2 separate regions of the Mus musculus genome follow, and region 2 is linked to region 1. The links are chromatin contacts, called in public Micro-C maps. All regions are on one chromosome and are shown on one strand. Each heading gives the region's core, a stretch centred on a gene start, on an enhancer-like site or on the middle of the called end of the contact. The rest is flanking DNA. Distances are from core to core; before and after follow the strand shown. Region 1 overlaps Cd2 (CD2 antigen). Region 2 overlaps Igsf3 (immunoglobulin superfamily, member 3).

The links. A called contact is a pair of places that touch in the nucleus more often than the background predicts.
Region 2: a Micro-C map of embryonic stem cells shows a contact between it and region 1, with 2.7 times the contacts expected there. The contact joins two enhancer-like sites. A contact is called at or near these places in 1 of 484 Hi-C or Micro-C datasets (embryonic stem cells), 1 of 115 datasets of contacts at active chromatin or transcription factors (the SCID.adh cell line) and 1 of 9 other capture datasets (embryonic trunk).

The regions. Positions count from the first base shown.
Region 1 is chr3:101,278,758-101,281,899 of GRCm38.p6, forward strand. Cd2 (CD2 antigen) reads right to left here. Exons shown (of 5, transcript NM_013486.2): 4 at 1,031-1,153. Among named protein-coding and RNA genes, the nearest start is that of Cd2, 7.6 kb to the right of the region's middle. Within about 2 kb of position 1,779, at least 85 of the 459 cell types and tissues checked have an H3K27ac peak or open chromatin away from gene starts, as enhancers often do. A contact at or near this core is called in embryonic stem cells, where this site is marked.
Region 2 is chr3:101,407,820-101,411,021 of GRCm38.p6, forward strand. All of the region lies in intron 2 of Igsf3 (immunoglobulin superfamily, member 3), which reads left to right. Among named protein-coding and RNA genes, the nearest start is that of Igsf3, 32 kb to the left of the region's middle. Within about 2 kb of position 1,347, at least 49 of the 459 cell types and tissues checked have an H3K27ac peak or open chromatin away from gene starts, as enhancers often do. A contact at or near this core is called in embryonic stem cells, where this site is marked.

The sequences.
Region 1 (3,142 bases), core at 529-3,028:
CAGAGAGAATGATGTTCCCGGCCCCAGGTGGGGGAAGTGGTACGTAAGATGACAGATGAGGATGCTGGCCTGAAGGAGGATGGGGGCAACACTGAGAAATGAGTTGTGAAGAAGGAAGCCAAACCTACTGGGCTCTGGGTCAGGGGCCAGCATTGTGGGGTATGGGCAGACCCTGCCTATGGGCTGTGCTGGAAGTCAGTATTTGAACATCACTGGGGTTACTCTAGGTGGAGACCTGCAGGGATGGGACCCAGCCCTATGTGAGTCTGAGATTTCTCAAGACCCCAGGGACATGCCCACCCACTAGCATGTAACCAACTAAAGACTGCCCTTACCCCAGCATCCGTAGTTACACACCTGAACATAGTCTCTAACATATTGTCCCTTGAGTGGTCAGCTCCCTGCTTAGGACCACCATAACTAATTTCTGCTTTGTAGGCTGCAGGACAAGTCTGCATCAAGGTAGCCGTACTCCCAGCCTGAACACCTCACTTCCTAAACATCTAACCGGGAAACAAAGGGCCACCAATCACCCTCATTTGGGCTTTATTTTCTTGCAGCTCTGGGAGTCAAATTCACAGCCTTACACACACTGAGCACTCTGCACTGATCCACTCCCAGTGCCTCCTGGCTGGAGATAGTTTTATCCATATTCCTAAGAGTTTGGCCCTGAACGCACCTTTGAGGCATCCAAGGCCAAGACATTTGTACACAGACATGGGATTTGGGTGGAATCTCTCTCTCCTTATGAAAGTTTGTGGACGATTCAGGGATCTCCACACTAGCCTTTCACCAAAGCAGCCTCACGTGGTGGATTCTGGGAAGGTATACAACCTGGCTGCCGCTTCTCAAGGGTCCTTTGATGTTACCCCGGAGAACTGTCCCTCAGAAATCAATCTGAGTACATAACAGAGCCACCCAGAAGCTCTGGTTCCAACCCTGCCCATCCCTTTCTTCGCAGACTCAAGGAGGGACGGTCCCGTGGGGATTTCACTGCAGCCTACAGCGATAAAGGAGTGGGTGTGCTTACCTTTTCTCCTCCTGTTCCGTTTTCTCCTCTTGCAGATACAGAAAATAAAAAGCGCCACCAAGAGCACCAAGAGGAGTCCTCCTGCACCGACCCCCACTGTGACATAGAAGGACAGACCTTTCTCTGCAAGAAGAAAATATGGCTAAGGGAAAGGTCTTGGGCAGAGTGGTCCCTTCATTTCTATGGCCCAGGCCCCAGCCTCCTACATCAAACAAATGAAAGAGTTCCACAGGATTTTCTGCCTCCTTGAGGCTGAGCTTCTGGGGCCTGGAGTGCTACTTAAATCTGCAAGGGCTGAGGAGCAGTGCCTGCCCATCTCACCCCATCCCCCACTGAGGAAAAGAGCATCCAAGTTCTAGAGAGGGAGGATGAGTTGCCTGAGGTCTCATGGGACCTTTCCCCCAAGTGAAGCATCCCCCAACCTCGGTGTTCAGCTCTTCTTCCTCCCAAACTCCTCCTGGGTTCAGGAAAGCCGCCTAGACACTCAACAGTTATCAGTGGCATAAGAGTTCTGATCCCTTCTTCCACCAGAATAGGGAAGAGTAACAGGAAAACAGTGCCGTGGTTGCTCAGGGCAACAGGCTTAGTTTAGCTCTTCCAGGTAAGAGCTGTGTGACCTTTGGTAAGACGCCCCACCTCTCTGAGTCTGTTTCCTTCTTTGTAAAATGGAAACAATGCACCTTACATCACAGGGTAGCTGTCGGAAGTCAGATCAGATAATGGATGGAAAAGTGCTTTTGTAAACTGTAAAACAACACCTAGAGGTGAGGTCTTGCTCTTGCTATACTCTCTACCCTGGGGGTTTTCTGGTAGCTGTTTCCCAGGAGGGGGGGGCTAAACCATCTGTTCTTTGTGAATCAATAGCAGTTAGAGAGAGCAGCTGGAGCAGGGGCTCAAAGGACGGTGGCGAGAAGAAACGGGAGCTGAGCCCAGCTTCACAGAGGCCAAAGACTGTTAACACTCGTGACTAGGGATGGGCCCCAGGCAAGCTGGAGGTCCACCAAGCAGGGCAGAGGGTCAAAGCAAGCTGTTGATGTTGGTTGTTACTTCTGTCCCTCTAGTCTTCCCCTCAGACAGTCCTTGCCTGTGAGCTGAGAACCTCTCTGGGCACTGTCTGCGTAGGGGCATCCCTCAGTAACCCCTGAAGCTGCTTCAAGGATGAATTCAGGGACCTTCAGACCCTGTTGACTTGCCAAGGGCCTGGAATGTCAGAGTCGGCTCCCAAGTGTGAGCAGGGTGGACAGACAAGGCTTCCTGTCCAAGCTGACTCCAACAGATCCTCCCTACCGGTCCTCGGGCAGACCTCCAGCCCTTCCCCAGACACTGTTGGAAAGCAGGCACGCCTTCCACAGTATGGTCTGAGGTTAACCCATGACAGCACTCTGGGTGCCTGGTGGTGTTCCTGGTGGGGACGTCAGTAGCTGTAGCTCTGTCATTGGTCCTTGCAGCGTCTCATTCCAACTATTCTTCCCATCACTCCTCTTGGAGACACTGTGCCTATGTTTATGTGAGCGAGCACTACTCCAGGGCCAGCTGCTTCCTCCTCGTGGGACTTCAGCTCACACTTACTTTATCCCTGCCTGACTTGGCCTTAGAATGGGAGGAGTTTTCAACCCCCCCTTTTCTCCTTCATGGCCATTCCCTGGTCTAGTTTCAGCTTCTGCTCTGAACTACAGGTTAAGGAAGCTGCACGGTCCCCTGCTCCCAAACCTAGCATTCTTGCCTTCCAAGGCCTCACCCTCCTTGATAAATACTTACTTTTATTCTGGAGGGATCTAGTTACACTAAACATGAAGCATGAGGTTGCCAGATAAAATACGAGACAGCCAGTTAAATTTGAATTTCAAATAAACAATGAATAATTTCTAGGATCAATAGATGGGACCGCTCTTTGTTGGTTCACTGACTAAGTCTGGTGTCTCTTAACTCAGGGCCTTCAGAAAGAGGAAAACGTTTTTGTTTTTTTTTTTTTTTTTTTTGGAGTCTTGGAGAGGCAGCTTTGCCCTGCCCCTCGTGCCTTTGTGATTGGGGAATAGAGGGTGGGGACAGGAAGGCAGAAGAGGGAGACCATCCATGAACCTGGGGGGGGGGGGGTGTGTTAATAAAATCCTT
Region 2 (3,202 bases), core at 97-2,596, 130 kb after region 1:
CATCCTGGGCACGAGCCAGGGTAGACGTGGGTGTTTGATGTGGGCAAGTGAGGCGGGCTGGGTCAGCCAGTGCTCTTGTTTTCTAGGGTTTTCTCTGCTTGCTCTAGCTACCCCCTCAACCTCTAGTTTCTTTCTTCCCTTTTCTTTTCTTTTCTTTTCTTTTCTTTTCTTTTCTTTTCTTTTCTTTCTTTTTTGTTTTTTTTTTTTGTTACCCAAAGTTTTTCTTTTTTAAGCAGTATTTTATTAGAAAAGGTTTAAAATTATTTTTGCCCATTTTTACCCTCTCCCTGGTTTACTTTAGCTGGAATTTTTATTCATGTATTTTTGAGTAGGCAATGCATGCACGCTCGTGTTCTTACCTAAAAGGAGTGTAAGAAAGCTGGGTGGGGGAGACACAAGCCTTTTACCCCATCACGTGGGAGGCAGAGGCAGGTGGATCTCTCTGAGATTAAGGCCAGCCAGGTTCACAGTGTGTTCCAAGGAGCAGCATAGTGGGACCCTGCCTCAAAAAAACAAAAACAAAACAAAACCAAAAACCAAAAACCAAAAACAAAACCAAAATGTAATCAGGTCTGGATTAAGTCCGAACGCTCCCCACATCTGGGTTCTGTGTATGCCCTCCACCAGTGTTAACTCTTTCGTCAACTGCCCACAGCTGAGCTGAGCCCATCTTGAGCCTTTGGCTTCAGCCCCCCTAGCATGGAAGCCTTGCCAGGGCCATAGGCATCCCCTCCAGACCAGGCTACCCATCTTCAGAGAAGGCAGAGGCTGCAGGCTCAGGGATATCTCAGCTCTGGATTCTGCCCAGCCGTTCCCAAACCTGCAGTTCTAAGTGTTGCGGCTTCTAACTCCAGTCAGAGCCTTCCACGCTGTTCTTCATCTGGCTCTCTGTGGTTTCTCAGAGTTGTTTTGATCCCGAGACCATGAGTCTGCACGTCCCCCTCCCATCACGTAAGGGAGAGTCTTTTTTCTGGCAGAGAGGAGTGTGTAAGTTAGGAAACACAGGTGCTTTGAATTGCACAGTTCTTGGAATTAACAGTCTTGGAGCTCAGATGAGATTTTTAAGGATTATCTATGTTCCTTTTTTTTTTTTTTTTTTAAAAAAAAAATAGGTATACAGAGAATTCATCCCTAGAAAGTAACGTATAATGTCACATCTCCACCCCTGCAACACACAATGTCCTCACACTCAAAGGAACCCCGGTGGAATAGTATGTGGTAGATTGTGACATTCTGTGAGGCTCCTCCCCCAACCAATATCCTGGAAGAGGAGGGAAACGCTCGATTCAGCTATGAGAGGAATGCTTGCGCCTTGGGCATCCACAGTAGCTGGATTGTGGGACTGTGTGCCCTGCCTAGGCCCGGGGCTGACTTCTTAGCTGGCCTTCAAAGGACAGATCGCCATTGAACTCTGGGCAATACCCAAAAGTAGCTCGAGGAAGCCGAGAGCTGTGTTTCTGCAGTGCGCACCATCGATCCATAGCATTTGAAGCTATTTTTCTCTGCAAGCGTCCACAAAATTCATTACTTTACAATGAGCCTGGCAGGGACTGCGGCAGCAGGGAAACTCTACACGGGTCCCAGGCGCTCTCTCTCTCTCTCTCCTGGAATTTCGCCTTGGCAGGTAAATCAAATACCCAGTAAACACACTTGTGAACTTCTCCAAAGCCGCTTCTGTCCGTGGCCTTGGCTGTCCCTCGCGGGTGGCCTTTCATTTTCCTGGGCTTGGCCTGCTTCCCCCATGCACTGGGGTTGAGCCCTGTGGCTGTACAGGTATGGCCAGCTAATCCTGCCAGACAAGGTCAGAAACAATTAATGGGCATAATCTCTCTTTTTTTTTTTTTTTTTTTTTTTACCTGCTAGAGCCAGACTTTCTTTGGTGTCTCTCCTAAGTCTGGAGAAAGGACTGAGAGGAGAATTGAACTTACCCTTCGGATGCACATACCCATTCACTGCTCTGTGCTGCCCCCCACCCCGCCCCCGGGCTGCTCGTTATGAACGCTGAAGCCTTAGGTGGCGGTTATGTTGGAGATGCTGCTTAAATGCTATCTCTCGCGCACTGCCCGATAGCAGTCTGCCTTGTTGCCGCCTCGGGGTGCTGGCCCCCTCCTCAGATCCCTATCTTACCTTGCTGTACACAAAAGAGCTCCTCTCTGGGGGTTCTGAGTTTTGGTTCTCAAAAAAAAAAAAAAGAAAAAAAGAAAAAAAAAGCATTTCAGACGTGCAGCCCCGTCAGAGTGTCAGTCTTTACAGCTGTCAGTCATTCGTGGGATTGTTTTCTCTCCCTCGCCCCGTTTGGCATGGTGTGTATATGCTGCTGGAGATGGAATCCAGTCCTCTCCCCTAGAGTAAGCGCATGGCCTGCCACTGAGGCCACCCCCTCCCTCCTGCCAGGGTTATTTTCCAATATGAATGCCTCCTCTCTGTGAGCACTTTCTTGGTTGAATGTGTAAATTTGGAGTGCACTGCTTTCCAGGAACAGGCCCTGCCTTGGTGACTGACTCTTCCTCTGTCTTGACCTTTGTGGCCAGCCAAGCTCTGTGGGAGCTTCAGGGTATGCAGCTGGTAGGGACCGTGAGGGGATGGATGGCAGGTATTTTAAAGTGGCCTTGAATTGGCTGTCTTCTGGCATCCTCCTGCAGTCGATGGGCAGGTTATTGTGGCCTGTGAAGGCACCTGCTGTCAGAGTGCTTGCCCTCCTGTCAGCTCTGTGACTTGTCTCTTCTCCTTCTGCCTTGCTGAGTGCTGACTGCAGATGATGGTTTTTAGAGCTGCAAGGCCCGGTGGATCTCTTCCCTGCAGCAGTCACTCAAAACCTGGGAGGAGTTCCTGAAGGCTCTCAAGACATCCCTATGACTCCTGCCTCCTGACCACACTTCTGTCACATCTCCCCTGCAAACTGCCCCCTCCCCCTCCCCCCATTCCAGCCCTGACTGCTCTGAGACCCCAGCAACTCTAGACTTGATCATTCCTTTGAAGTGCCCCCCAACCCCCACCCCCTGAGTTCCTCCTCAGTGGTCCTCTCCTGTGCACAGGCTGCAGCTCACCAGCCAGCGTCCTGGGCCCCTAGATCTGGCTGCTATGCCCTGCTGCTTCATGGTTTTCCTCTAAGCCTGTGTATACCTGCCACTCAACAATACAAGCCATTGTTCTCTGTACCTCCAGGTCCACAGTGTGGTTTCTTTATCTCTAGGCTACCTTG